Regions from separate parts of the Mus musculus genome. Here region 1 is linked to region 2. A link is a contact called in public Hi-C data. All regions are on one chromosome and are shown on one strand. The core of a region is the stretch at or near the end of the contact, and the rest is flanking DNA. Distances in the headings are between cores, read along the strand shown. Region 1 overlaps Sar1b (secretion associated Ras related GTPase 1B). Region 2 holds the start of Nhp2 (NHP2 ribonucleoprotein).

Region 1 (7,372 bases), core at 3,897-6,396, 160 kb before region 2:
CAGATCAAAAGTTGTAAACGTCATGCCAGCAATAGTAAGCTCTTCTGAAGCTAAATAAAAACAAGATTATTTTTACAACATAATCAGAAATCTGCCAGGCACATGGACTCATGCCTGTAATCCTAACACTTTAAAGTCAGGAAAAGCAGAAGTTTAAAACCAGCCTTGGCTACAGAGTAAGTTCAAAGCTAGCCTGGACTACAAAGACCTGTTTGTTATCTTCCATTTACCTCCTCATTGAGTACATGTTTCCCTTTAAATCTGTGGTCACTGATCTTCTTAAACTTAAAAGAAAGAAAGAAAGAAAGAAAAAAAAAGGGTCAGCAAGATAGTTCGCCAAATAAAGGTGCTCGACACCAAGCCCAGTGACCTAGCCTTGATTCCCCTGAACCCTGGGCACACGAAAGACTTGATGTCCACAACTGTCTGCTCGCCCCATCTGAGCGCAGATGTGCCCGGCCTCAGACTAAATCAGTATAATGAAAGAAACAAAGAAGTGTCACAACCTTAGCTTTTTGAGATGGTTCTTATGCAACCCAGGGTGGTCTTAAACTTACTGTGAAGCAGATTACAGGCATGGTCCAGCATGCTCAGTTTATGCAGATCATGCACAGCTGCATGAAGGCTAGGCAGATAGTCTACCAACTAAGCCACATCCACAGCCCACCACACCTGTCTCGATGTCCCTATCAGTCAGTCAATCCTACCATCCCTGTCACTTCTGAGACTGTTCCTTTGATTGATTATGGGGCTCACTGATTAACCTACTTTTTTGCATGTCTTACTAATTTTACATTGTAAAATTATAATATATACTAGATTTTACTGTATTTGTAAAAGTTCACTGTAGTGGGATTTTTCTTACTGCAGATGTGGTTCTTTGGGGAGGTCTACTTCATGCAAGCACAAACAAGTATTCTCCATGCTAACTTTGGGAGTGATTTCCTCCCCTTCTCTTTCCTCCAGTACTGTGGCTGCAAGTTCTAGCCTCCCAACTCTGCTCTCTGTTTCCTCAGCTGACTGTACTGTCTGGCTTTTCTCTCACACCTGAGTTCAAAACCACCTGGCACAAAGCCAGAATACAGAAGAGTCTGTTTCATTCTCTTAGGAAGAGCCGTCCTGCGCCAGGACTGCAGGGCTTGGTTGACTGAGGTGGGAAGACCCATCCTAAATACAGTGCTTGCAAACCCCTGTGCATGCATACATACTCTGTCTGTTACCTAGTGTGTAGTGGAGAAGACTTTCAGACCCTGTTGTCTTCCCTCATAGCCTATAGAGAAGCTTGCCATAATCATAACAAAAATTTGCACATAAAGCTACATGGTGGCAGAGCATTAATGTCGTTAAGGAACTCTAAGCTGGCTGGGTAGCACACACACATCTCTAGTAGACCGGGAAGCTAGGGAAGATGCAGGATGGTGAGTCTGAAGTTAACCTGGGCTACACTCAAGGCCCTATCTCAAAAACTAAGGAAGAATTATACGCAGTGTTTCAAGTAAATGAAATACCAGGGTCTGTGTTCAAAGTCTCTACAATAAGGAAAGGGCAGTGCTTGGCTATGCTGCCTACCCACTCACATGGTTACATCCTGTACACACTCTATTGAATTAAAGTAGAAGACTGCCAGTGTCTCAGACTATCTCCTCTCCCTTGCCCATCAGCCCTCACTTAGACCTCACCCCTAGAAGCAGCTTAAGTCTATCACCACAGACTCTTCCGACTTATTCTAAAATGGTCATGTGACTTCCTGTTGGTCACTCCCTCCTGGAATGTGTCATGACTGAGGTCTCAGTTGGTAGAGTTTTTGTGTCCTGGCTCAAGTGTATGACTGCTAGCCTGTGCCTCCCGAGCGCTGGCCACAGGAGCGCACGCTGGCTTCCATTCCTTTCCTGCAGCTCCTGCTGCTTCCCCTGTGTTTCCTGCACAGGGCGTCTGGTAAACGCATATCCTCACTTTCCCACATAAGCACCTACTAGCTCAGTTGCCAGACCAAAAGACAGACGGTCGTTACTTTTTCTATATATGCTTTAAATGGAAAATGTAAGTTAGAATGAATGTGAGATGCAAGGCAGCCGAGACAGCACCTGCTCTGTGCCCTGCAGGTTCCTGTGTCTAGATCCAGCTATGACAACAGGTGCTGAAGAAACAGTCATGGAAAACCAAAAGAAAAAAGGAAAAAAAAAGTTGGATGTGATGGCGCACGCCTTTAAACCTAGCACTCAGGAGGCAGAGGCAGGTGGATTTCTGAGTTCGAGGCCAGCCTGGTCTACAGAGTGAATTCCAGAACAGCCAGGGCTACAGAGAGAAACCCTGACTCGGGAAAAAACAAAAAGAACTATCTTGGGATAAGTGAAGGGATCAGTCCCAGCAAAGAGAAGTAAAACTACTCGATAATCTCTTCTAACTCTGCCATGCTCCCCCTCCCTTTTTAAAAGAAGACTCGAGCTCTCATAAAATATTATTTATTTTTATTTTATGTATGTGCAGGTGTGTGCGTGCCACACGCACGCACATGTGTATGCCAGAAGACAACTCGTTGGGATGTCACCATGGAGCCTTGGCTGACACAGACTTTGCTATGAAGACCAAGGTGGCCTTGAATACACAGACCCACCTGCCTTTTCTTCCAACTGCTGGGGTTAAAGGTGTGTGCCACCACGCACATCCTTCGGCTGACTTTATTTTTAAGCTGTTATCTGCCTGGTTTATAATCTTTTCACTGTGACATTACATATAAAAATTAACCTTGTGTTTCTTTCTGCTACTGGCTCTGTCGTTTCTTACTCTATAGCATAGGCTGGGCTCATGGTATAGCTAAGTGCAGGGATAGAAAGGTCTGAGCATTGCTTCTAGTTCTTAATTTGTGCTCTGGGAACCAGGTCAATTACTACTTACCCAGCTATTTTAGGAACAGGATAAACAATCTCACACCTTAGCCATCAAAAGTCCAAAATCAAAACACTTTGAGGCAGGAGCTATGACTCAGCATCACTCACAGGGAAGAAACACTTACTGGGATGTAGCGTTGGGACGTGCTGCCCGAGCCTGTCATCTTTCAGCATGTGTAGCAAAGTTGTTTTCCCGGCATTATCCAATCCAAGGAATACCAGTTTACCAGACTTTTTATACAATCCTGCAGAATAAGAGCTATAATCAGTCAGAGTGACATCAGACATGGAACATGAAAATTACTTTATATTTGACATGACTTAAAGTTACACATAGTTATTATTAAGATGCTTGAAATACAACTTGAGAATTCTAGAATTCCTGAGTGCATGTGCGCTGTCCTTCCCTAAGTGACCCTCTTTAATGTCTGTGCTTAAATCTATATTAAAACCTAAATAGAACCCAAATTTACCACACCTACAATCCCAACATGTGAGAGATAAAGGCAGCAGAACCAGAAAGTCAGGCAATTCTTAGCTCTACAGCAAGTTTAAGGTCAGCCTGGCCTACATGAGACCCTGTCTCAAAAAATAAAAAAAGCCAGGTCAAGTATGGTAGTGCATGCCTGTAATCCCAGCTCTTGGGAGGCGGAGCTCACCTGGTTAACATAGTTCCAGGGCAGCCAGAGCTGTGTAGAGAGACTGTTTAAAAACAAAAAACAAACAAAATAGGGGCTGGAGAGCTGGCTCAGCAGTTAAGAACACTGGCCACTCTTCCAGATGGACCCAGGTTCAATCAATTCCCAGCACCTGCATAGCAGCGCACTACTGTCTGTAACTCCAGTTCCGGGGGATCCGACACTCTCATACAGACATGCATGCAGGCAAAATACCAATGCACATAAAATAAATTATAAAAAATACTAAATGTAAAAAACAAAAACCAACAATAAACAATAATCAGTTGTAACTCTGCCTCAATAAGTACATTTAGCATAAACAAGCTTGTTTAAGCTAAGCTTATCTTTAAGTTTTCTGATCTTGTTTTTGTTTGGCAGTGCTACCCCAGGATAGGATAGGCAAGTGCTTTCTATTCTGACTACACCCCAGTCCTCCTTTTGCTTTTTATTGTAAGACAGGATCTCACCAAATTGCCCAATTTGGCTTCAAATCAATTCATTCTGTTGTTCATTCTAACTTTTAATTTGTGATTCCCCTGCCTCAGTCTCCTGAGTAGTTGGACTGAGTAGTCTGTACCACCAAGTAAGGCCCAGCTCTTATTTTCAGGTTTTATTTTATTGTATTTCATGTGTATGGCTGTTCTGTGTGCAGTGCAGTGCCTGAGGTATCAGCACACATAGGTATCGGGTCCCCTAAAACTGGAGTAATAGATAGATAGATAGTGAGCTGCCGTGTGGGTGCTGGGAGGTGAGCCCAGGCCCCCTGGAAGGGCAGGCAGCTGATACCTTTAACCACTGAGCCATCTCCTCAGCCCTCATTTTCAGTTTTAAAAGAACAACTTAAAATCTACACATTATCCAGGCATGGCAGCATATATGTGCAATCCAGCATTCACTGGTGAGATAGAGGCAGGGATCATGCCAGTTCCAGGCCAGCTGGGTTTCATAGCCATTTCTGTCATCTTATGTACTTAGGAGGCAGAGCCAGGAAGAACATGAGTTGCAAGCCAGCCTGAGCAACTAATTAATTGTGTCCCCATTACAAGTTTTAAAATAGGGCTGTGGCTCTAGTTCAGTGGTACTTGCCTTCCATATGACTTGCCTAGTATATGCAAGGCCTGGGTCATATCCCCAGTACAATCCAGACAGACAGACAAGTGCATCGATGTATCTGTGATCTGGGTCTCAAACTCACAAAGGTCCACCTACCTCTACCTCCCCAGTGTGGAACTAAAGGTATACACCACTAACTCCTGAGCACTCAAAGTTATTTTTTATATGATTAAATTATTTCTATCTACAAAAAAACATCATCTTTTCACTTTTCATGTGGTCTAGTTTCTTGAAGAGACAAGTTGGTTACTGTATGTCTTTCCATAGTGTACAGGCATTACCTTCAGTTGAGAAAGGCTTCACCTCTCCATACAGTAGACATGCTGACCAGAACCAACCTTAGTTCCTAATTACTCGAGGTCTCAGATCACAGCTTCAGCCTTGTGAGGGCTGAGGTACAGGGGTGCTCTCCCACACCTGGCCTACGATTACGTGATTTCAAGAGGTGAGTCACTTGGATGTATTTCATAATCTCAAAGCTCACTTTCTTAACCACAGGCTTATATAAAGGCGCTCTCTACAAACAAGTGCATAAACAGGGTCAAATGCAATAGCTACAAAGAGCAAAGCCGAAGTTACCTAGAAACTGCAGCACACTGCTGAAACCACTGTAAATCCAGTCAAATATGAAGGACATATCCAGATCTTACAGGTCTGAAAAACAAGGTTTAGTTAGACTTAACAGTCAGCATGGCCAACATACACAGGATACCGACAGATGTTAAACAAGTCTGCGTAATCTTCTAACATTATGTAAGTGTTAAGAACTATAAAGCAGGGCTGATGAGAGGGCTCAGTGGATACGGACACCTGGGGCCAAGCTTGATGTGCTCAGTTCAGTCCTTGGGACCCACTCGGTGGGAGAGAACCAACTAACAAGTTGCCCTCTGACCTCTATACATACACTGTGGTGCACATAAACATATGCATGTGTGCATACATAAACAACAAGTCCCTGTTACCCAGGCTGATAGAACCTCATCTATGCTTATGCATAAATCTCAAAATGCCATTAAATTTCAGGCAGGGACCATTCTTTGTCCATGGAAGGAACAAAATGAATGACAACAACCAAGGATAGGGGAAAAAAAAATGAAGAGCCATGTGTGATGGCCAACAACTCTAATCCCAGGACTCAGGACAGAGGTGATCTCTGCAGTTGAGGCTGTACTGGTGAACATAGCAGTTGTAGGACAGCCACAGCTATATGATGAGATCTAGCTCAAAAAAAAAAAAAAAAAAAGGAAATAAACTAAGTTGCAGTATAAACTGGCATAAAAACTCAAAACTATGTTAGAGCCAAGCATGGTGACACATACTTGTAACTCTAGCCATTGGGAAGCTCAGGCAGGAGGATTATGAATTCAAGGCCAACTTAGACTGTAAGGTAAACTGTAAGATTGTATCTGGAAAAAAAAATTGGGGGCTGGAGAGATGGTTCAGTGGTTAAGGGCACTTCTGTTCTTCCAGAGAGCCTGAGTTCAGCTGCCAGTGCCCGTGTGAAGGCTGACAACTACTCCAGCTCCAGGGTCTCCAACGATCTCTTCTGCCTCTGAGGGTATTGGCTTCTCTCTCTCTCTCTCTCTCTCTCCCTCTCTCTCTCTCTCTCCCTCACTACCTCCCTTCCCTTCCTCCCTCTCTCTTTATCCTTTTTCTCCCTCCCTCTCCTCCCCTCTCACACACAAATTAAATCTTTAAAGATTTAAGAAGACAAATTTTAGAAACAATCTGTGCTAAATATTAGATATGAGCTATTTATCAAATCCTTGTTGTAAGAGCTGGGGATTGGGGAAAAAGAATAGGGAGAAAAGAAAAAAGATGTTAAGTTTCCATTCCTGATATCTAAGGTGGTAAAAAGCTGGAGGGTCAAGAATTTAAGGTCATCTTGAATGCATAGCTAGTTCAAGGCCTGCCTGGGATATGTGTGACTCTGTTTCAATAACAACAAAAAGTAACAATAATCAGTAAGGCCAAGTGTGTTGGTGCAGCCTTTACTCGCAGGCAAACAGGCTCTTGAGTTAGGGGCCAGTCTGGCCTGTTTACTGAGTTCCAGACTAGGCAAAGCTATATAATAATTAGAGTTTCCAAACTAGACTTGGTAGCACAAGTCTGTAAGTCCAGGTACTCAGGAGGCTGAGGCATGATGATCTCCAAATTCAAGTCTTGCCTGGACTACACTGTATGCTCCAAACCAAGAGCGTGGCAAACTTAGCAAGACAGTGTCTCAAAAAGAAATAAAAACCCTGGGATCCGAAGTGATGGCAGTTAGATTGTAGAGGCAGGAAGAAGAGGACTTCAAGGCCAGGCTCAGGGATACAGCCTAGGCTTTTTTAGACCATCTCAAAAATAAAAACAAATGAGCCCATCCCATTCTCTTATCTCCCACCCCACCCCTGCAAAAAGCTACGTGCCTGGGTTGGTGGATGGCTTGATGGATAAAGACACCTGCTGTCAAGCCTGACAGTCTGAGTTCAATTCCTGGACTCCACCCTGCAAACCATCTCCTGACCTCTGTGAGGAAACCATGGCATGTGTGTACCTCTCCCCAGTAAAAAAAAAAAAAAAAAAAGAAAGAAAGTTAGGAATGGAGAGATGGCTCAATGGTTAAGAGCACTGACTGCGCTTCCAGAGGTCCTGAGTTCAGTTCCCAGCAACCACATGGTGGCTCACAACCATCTGTAATGGGACCTG
Region 2 (7,442 bases), core at 983-3,482:
AACAAAGCTGAGAGGACTGGCAGGGATCACACCTAAGTGTTTGAGTAACACACAGACTCTGTCCCAAGAGAAAGCTTGCCAGGGCCCTCAACCATGGCTGAGAGCTGTCAGTGTACCAGACCCAGAAGTCCTGAAGATCTGCCCGGTGTAAGGGTGGTAGACATCTGTTTGCATACTCCGTTCCCTTTGGCACAAGGCTGGTCCTTTCCACTTGTTCCTTTGCTGTCCTTCTTTGTGGTCCCTTTCTCCTTGCCTTCCTGACCTATCATGGTGCCAGGGGCCACCTGAAGCTACCAGCCCCCATCTGCCCTACCAAAACATCTGCCTGTAGAATAGCTAAGCAGAGCATGTCCAAGGCATTTTCCATGTCAACTCAGGACGCCTCAGAGGGTAAAGACACTCACTGCCAAGCCTGGCCACCTGAGTTCAATCCCAGGGGCCTGAATGGCAGAAGAGAATCAGCTCTCCAAGTTGTCCGCTGGTGTTCACATGGGTACCAGATGCACATGTGTCCATACACATGCAAGTAGGCACCCACACGTAATAAAAGGTATCTAAAAACCACACTTCAGATGTTTTCACACAAACCTGGCTTTCCTCCACTGTCTGTCTGCAGTCACACACTACAGCCCAAACTAGCATGCAAAGTCATTATATGTCACCGTCTCTCAAATCCCTCAGCTGTAGCTCCTGCCCATCACCTGCCTTGGGCCATAACAGCTTACTAAGTCTGACTTGCCTCTCCTAATTCTTCCCTCGATGTCACGCCTCAGCTTGCACTCTGTTCTGAGAACACTAAACCTACCTTAGAAAGCCCACGAGGGGGAAAAAGAAAACAACAACAACAACAACAACAAACAAAACCGGGCATGGTGGGGCACGCCTTTAATTCCAACACTCCGGAGGCAGAGGCAGGCGGATTTCTGAGTTTGAGGCCAGCCTGGTCTACAAAATGAGTTCCAGGACAGACAGGGCTACACAGAGAAATCCTGTCTCAAAAAAAAAAAAAAAAGAAAGCCCAGGAGGGCTGGAGAGCCGGCATACGGGGATGCATAGCCATTTCTGGGGGTGCATGGCCATTTCTAACTCCAGTCCAAGGAGACCTTACACCTTGCCTTCTGGTTGCCAAGGGCACCAGTGATGCACCAACATATACACGCAGGCAAAACAGTCATACACTTAAAAGGAGTAACCACTTACATTGTGTAAGTGCCACTACACTGCCCTGTCCAAGAGCCTACTCTTCTCAGGATTCCACCCCCTCACCCCAAATAAACCTTCATTCATTCATTCTCTTCCTTTGTTGTTTTGAGACAGGGTCTCTATACATAGTCATGGCTGAAAACTTAAGAGATCTGCCTCTGATGGGATTAAAGGCCTATCACTGGCTTATCATTTTCTCCTTTTGGGAGTTTTGTTTGTTTTGAGACCTGTCCATAGACCACGACGGCCTTGAACTAGCTATACTTCGGAAGCTAGCCCGCATTCTCCCCTGCCCTACTTGGGAAAATGTCTCTCTACATATAGCACGTTGCCTAGAGCCTGAAAAAGTTGTGCCGTTCTACAGAGTGAATGATCAGGACTCTAGTTTACACGGGCTGGATTCCTATTCTCTTCCCTGTCATTTACTGGGAGTTCCATTTACTGGTAGTGAAGGGAGTTGACTGCTAGACTGGTTGGTCAACTTCACCTTTATTGAGTAGGTGGAATTTCTTCTTAACCAGTTAATAAGCCAAACTTAGTGCCGTAGTACTTGTGTACCGTGCACAAGGCCCTAGGTTCAATCCCCGGCACTGGAATATAAAAATAAAAACCACACAAAACTTAAAAACCAGAGGAAGCCGGGTTCTTACCCTTTCTCGCCCTTGTTGACAAATTTCTGAACCTCCTTCACCCCGCGACGAATCTGCTTCTGCTTCACAGCTACAAAGAGAGAGAAGCGTGAGCCGACACCTCGCTCACGAGGCTCGACCCCGGGCCGCCCAAGTCACCGGTCCCGGACCGCGATCGCCACGCGCCCGCCTCACCCTTCTTGATGCACTTGTAGAGCTTGCGCGTCAGGCGGCGGGAAGCCAGGGGCTGCGCGATGGGGTTCAGATTGACCAGCAGCTCTTTGTACGTGCGCTCCTCGCTGCAGCCCTCCGCCTGCGCCTCGGACTCTTCGGGAGCGGCCTTTACTTTGGTCATCTTAGCAACTACAACTCCGTCCCGGCATAGAGGAACCACGCGGCCGCCGCCTCCGACATCACTTCCGGGTTTTCAAGTGGCTCTACCCTGTGACCAATTGGGAAACTAAATATTCTACACCGACCAATCTCTAAGTAGATCTCTAGGGGCGGGATTTTGGATATGGGGGCGGAGTTAAAGGTCAATCTAAGCACGGGATTTGGATTTTCACCGCGGGAATCCCAGGGAGGCCGAATTTAGAACCGGGTTTCCAGAGGGAAAGGGGCGGGGCCTGGGGCCGAGAGGTGGGGCCCAAAGGGAAAGAGGCGGAGCCCAAAGGGAAAGAGGCGGGGCCCGGAGAGATTGAAGAGCGGGTGGAAGGAAAATACACAACGGGATTGTGTCCCCTGAGCTCCTTGTGACCTGCCTTGTGACCTGCTGCTGCTGGTTAGGTAAAGCCTGGCGCACCTGAAAGTTTTTTCATATTTTCTTTTCCCCCTCCTAGATCCTGTTGCACAAACTATAAACCGCACACCTTTGATCCCAGCAGTGGGGAGGCAGGGGCAGGTGGATCAGGTCAGCCTGGTCTACATAGTGACTTCCGCTGGGCAGTAAGGTCAGCCTGGTCTACATAGTGACTTCCGCTGGGCAGTAGTGGTGCATACCTTTACTCTCAGCATTTGGGAGGCAGAGGCAGGAGGAACTCTGAATTCAAGGCTAGCCTGTTCTACAGATCGAGTTTCAGGACAGCCAGGATTACACAGAAACAGTCTCCAAAAAAAAAAAAAAAAAAAACCGCAAAGAAAAAAGAAAAAAAAGAGGCCGGGCAGTGGTGGCGCATGCCTTTAATCCCAGCACTTGGGAGGCAAAGGCAGGTGGATTTATGAGTTCAAAGCCAGCCTGGTCTACAGAGTGAGTTCCAGGACAGCCAGGGCTATACAGAGAAACCCTGTCTTGAATAAAAACCAAAAAACAAAAACCAACCCCCCCCAAACAAACAAAAAAACACAAACAAACAAACAAAAAAACCCACTCCAGTTCCAGGGGATCTGAAATGTCTAATCTGCAAGGGCCTCAGGAGTGCATGTGCTGCACAGATGTGCTTTCAGGCAACACACTCACACACAGGAAATAAATCAATCAAAAGTTCTTAAATGTTAAAAGCAAATCTGAAAAACCAGAAAGGTAGGAAGGAAGGTGACATGTGCTGGATGAAGAGTCCAGCTAGCTAATGAGAACCCTGGAGCAACAGGAAACGGGGACCTCAGCTCTGTGACGTAGAGGGACTGAAGCTGGTAAGGGTGAATATGAAGGAGGATCCTGAGTGCCAGATGCCAAAAATCAGGCCCACATTTAGATCTGTGTTTTGTGAAGGACACAGAACTTACCTATCCCTGATTGACAACTATGAGACCTGTGAGATAGTTGAGTATGATTTCCAGCCACTAAAAGCCATCACTTGGACAGCAGCAAGAGGACCAGGATATGTCAGATTGGGATACATTCTCTGAATTGCCAAGAAAGACAGAACCAGGGAAGGCTGTTGGAGGAAGGAGCACTGGGTAGCCTAGTAAAGATTGAAATCATCTCTCTTTTTTAGGTTGTAGGGAGGCCTGGATGTGTCTCAGTAAGCGATTACTAAATGGTGGGGAAATCAAGTATTTAAACAGCAAATGCTTAATATTTGCCAGCTGATTTGAATCTGAGGGAGACCTAGTTTAGAGAGACAGAGAGGGTGACTTCTGAGACTCACCTGTCTTCTGATGTTAGGTCTGCACATACCCATACATTATGACAGGGGTTAGGAGGATACCTATATATTATGACAGGGGAGAAAGGTGGCTCCTCCACTGCCCAAGCTTTGATGGTCCCAGCCTTCCATCTTCCCCAGAACTTTCGAGGTGGTGGTGGAGGAGGAGGAGGTCTGGCAGCTTCTGTCCTAATCTACTACCTTTGTTATATCGCCACCTTCTGGAAAGCCCTGAAGTTACCGCTAGCTGTGGCTGGCATCTCCCTGTTTGCAGGGTGGACTCAATCAACGGTGGGTTTTGTTTTCTGTGTGGCATTAGTTACCTGAGGCCCACCTTAATCCAAAAGTACTAAATAGAAATTCCATAGATATATGGTTAAGAAGGTTTAAATATGACAGAAGCCATTTAGAAAAGGCAAGCAAGGGCTGGCGAGATGGCTCAGTGGTTAAGAGCTCCGACTGCTCTTCCGAAGGTCCCGAGTTCAGATCCCAGCAACCACATGGTGGCTCACAACCATCCGTAACAAAATCTGATGCCCTCTTCTGAAGTATCTGAGGACAGCTACAGTGTACTTACATATAATAAATAAATAAATCAAAAAGAAAAGGCAAGCAAATGAGTTTCCTGGAGATGGCTCACCATTCTGCACGGCTGAGATGGCCAGAGAGGCACAGCCCCAGTTGCTTCTTGCTGCCGATATGACTTTTCTGTCACTATTACATCGCTTAATGATTCCTGGGTATTAGCCCACCCTTTTGCTCAAATTTCCTACAGATCAACATGAAGGTGAACTTTCATGAATTAATGCTATTTAGAGGAATTAATGACTTTATAGAGTTGTTGATTTGATTCAAATCATTTTAGGAAGAAAGTTTAAGGAGATGGCTTTAATTGTTTTGCCAGAAAGGTGTAATAAAGTTAGAATCAAGAGTAAAATGTGAAGCCGGGCGTGGTGGCACACGCCTTTAATCCCAGCTCTCAGGAGGCAGAGGCAGGTGGATTTCTGAGTTCAAGGCCAGCCTGGTCTACAGAGTGAGTTCCAGGACAGCCAGAGGTATACAGAGAAACACTGTCTCAAAAAACCAAAATGCCCCCTCCTCATTGAGTAGTAAGTAAAGGCTGCATAATAAGGAATACAGTGAGCTTGCATAAGTTTCACTAAGAAGAGAAATATAGGCTTGGGTCAGATTTCTGATCAAGGAAAAACACTGATTATAGGTCAGGTCCAAGGATGAAGCCACAGGGGTGCACTATGATAAAGCAAGACCATGTGACACTGTTGCTTTAAACTCATAATGAGCTTATGGAATGAAGCACTGCTTTGAACTATCGACATCCTTCTGTAACTCCCCTTTTATGTAACATTTCATCTTTGAGGTAATTTTATAAAGAACTTTTGTCTAAGGAGGTATAAATTGCCAGAGAGAAGGAATAAACTGTGGTTTGAGGGGCTCTGCTTCCTCCACCAAATGTATATATGTATATATGTATATATGTCTGTCTATATGTCTGTATAATATGTATATGTGTATTGTATACATATGTTTGTAGGTATATGTGAACAGACACCATGATCAAGACAACTCTTTTTTTTTTTTTTAATGGTTTTCGAGATAGGGTTTCTCTGTGTAGCCCTGGCTGTCCTGGAACTCACTTTGTAGGCCAGGCTGGCCTCGAACTCAGAAATCCGCCTGCCTCTGCCTCCCGAGTGCTGGGATTAAAGGCGTGCGCCACCATGCCCCGCAGTAAATCTTTAGAAAAAAAAAAAATTAAGATGGGGTTGAGCTGGGTCAGTAGGCTGCTTGCTTGCATGGACAAAGCTCTGGGTTCAAGTCCCAGAAAAAAAAAAAAAAAAACAAAGCTGGATATGGTGACTTGCACCTGTAATCCTAAAACAGGAGGATCTGGCTTCATTCTTGGCCACATAAGAAGGTGGTAAAGTAACAGTGTTTTATTTTGCTGGGTAAACCAGGTCCCGCCTTCCTAGTAGAGAAGCAGTCTGACTAGTTCCCCAGAAGGGTGTAGACACAGAAAGAGGCTTCAGTCAGCCTCCAGAATTCAAGAAGCAGGAGATAGGGTCTGGCAGTTTTCTTGGGTTGACTGGAGACTGAGCGTCCACTGACCGACACCCCAAATCTCCCCACTTTCTTGCACCCTGTCCCTGCCACTTGTTGTGCTTGGGAGCGCTGGCTTGCTCGGTGACTGTGCAGAGGTGAGCAAACCCGCTTTGGTTTTCCCTCCGCTGTGCAGGGAGGAGGGACAGACAGTAGGTTGTCCTCTCCCCGCCTCTTCCGGTTTCTGGGCTGGGTGGTGGAAGGGCGGAACTGGTGTTGTTCCTGGACTCTGGCTTTCACGCCGCTAAGGGACGAGGACCCAGAAGCCTCGAGGGTATGATCAGAGCAAAAAGACTGCTCTGGTGCAGCTGGGGGGGACAACGGCCAGGGAGGCTGCTGTCTTTACTTATTTGGCCTCCCTTTTGTCCCCTTTGCTGAGTTTACCAAAGAGAAGGTTGGACTTTATTTTTGAAACGGAGTATCTCTTTCTCTTTTAAAGATTTATGTTTGTCAGGCCCAGAGGAACTCCAATTCTCCAAACTCTAAAAGGCAAAAGGCAGTCCGAATATTCAGGAATGAGCTCAACCTGCGGATTCCTGGCAGTTAGATAAAAGCAAGCATTCGTCAAGAACTTGTGAAACCGGTTCTCATTTGCCAAAAAGGAATCATTTCCTTTACGTGTGCCAGAAGGGTCAGAAGGCTGCATGGGAGAGCACATGTTGTGCAGGCTGGCCTTCAGACTCCCTTGGTATCACAAGCACTTGTTACATTTCAAAGTACACTGTAGCTGTCTTCAGACATACCAGAAGAGGCCATTAGATCCCATTACAGGTGGTTTTGAGCCACCGTGTGGTTGCTGGGAACTGAACTCAGGACCTCTGGAAGAGCAGTAGCAGTCTCTTCGAGAGAATTTGTGCTCTTAACCACGGAGCTATTTCCTTTAGCCCAAGAAATGAATCATCTCTTTTACTCTTCTGTAGTTACAAGAAGCTGGCATCAGGGGACTAGGAGACACCTTGGCGCTGGGTGGCAAGGCATCCAGGGGTGCTCCAGCTGGGGTATCGTGGTTGGTTTCCTCCCTTCCTTTCGCCTTCCCTGCCCTCTGCGCTGGGGATGGCTAGCCTGCCCCAGTCCGTCCCTCCGCTGTGTGGTTCCTGCCCCAGTCTGCCTGTACCCTCTGCATCAGTGTGTAGAGTTGGGGTCCTTAGTTATATGCAGAGTTCTGGCTAACTCGCTCTCCTTGAAGACTCATTCCCTCCTTTCTATGCCTCCCCTGGAACTGCCACTCTAGTTGTGTGTGCTGACTTCCGGTTTGTGCTGTCTGAACCCCATGCCAGGACATGAAAGCCCCTGTTTCCCTGCAGTCCCACACTGATCCATCCCTGTGTGTCCCTTGGAGAACAATGGTCTCTTTTCTCAGCTTGGAGCCTTTGCTCCAGCGGTTTCCTCTCCCTGCATCCCTCCCTTCTTA

The links. Hi-C and Micro-C count contacts between places; a contact is called where the count stands out from the background.
Region 1: a Hi-C map of the 4T1 cell line shows a contact between it and region 2, with 4 times the contacts expected there. The contact joins the enhancer-like site here to the promoter of Nhp2 in region 2. A contact is called at or near these places in 20 of 39 promoter capture datasets (the 3T3-L1 cell line, 3T3-L1-derived adipocytes, the C10 cell line and 12 more), 3 of 15 datasets of contacts at CTCF or cohesin (the G1E-ER4 cell line, embryonic stem cells and pro-B cells), 33 of 484 Hi-C or Micro-C datasets (3T3-L1-derived adipocytes, the 4T1 cell line, the AML12 cell line and 15 more), 10 of 115 datasets of contacts at active chromatin or transcription factors (the HPC-7 cell line, the SCID.adh cell line, bone marrow-derived macrophages and 4 more) and 2 of 9 other capture datasets (adipose tissue and embryonic stem cells).

What each region holds. Positions count from the first base shown.
Region 1 is chr11:51,775,450-51,782,821 of GRCm38.p6, reverse strand. Sar1b (secretion associated Ras related GTPase 1B) reads right to left here. Exons shown (of 7, transcript NM_025535.2): 2 at 5,261-5,335; 3 at 3,014-3,133; 4 at 1-50. The coding sequence starts at 5,318. Among named protein-coding and RNA genes, the nearest start is that of Sar1b, 15 kb to the right of the region's middle. Within about 2 kb of position 5,146, at least 13 of the 459 cell types and tissues checked have an H3K27ac peak or open chromatin away from gene starts, as enhancers often do. A contact at or near this core is called in the 4T1 cell line, epidermal suprabasal cells and liver, where this site is marked.
Region 2 is chr11:51,614,563-51,622,004 of GRCm38.p6, reverse strand. Nhp2 (NHP2 ribonucleoprotein) reads right to left here and starts at 2,232. Exons shown (of 4, transcript NM_026631.4): 1 at 2,028-2,232; 2 at 1,854-1,923. The coding sequence starts at 2,187.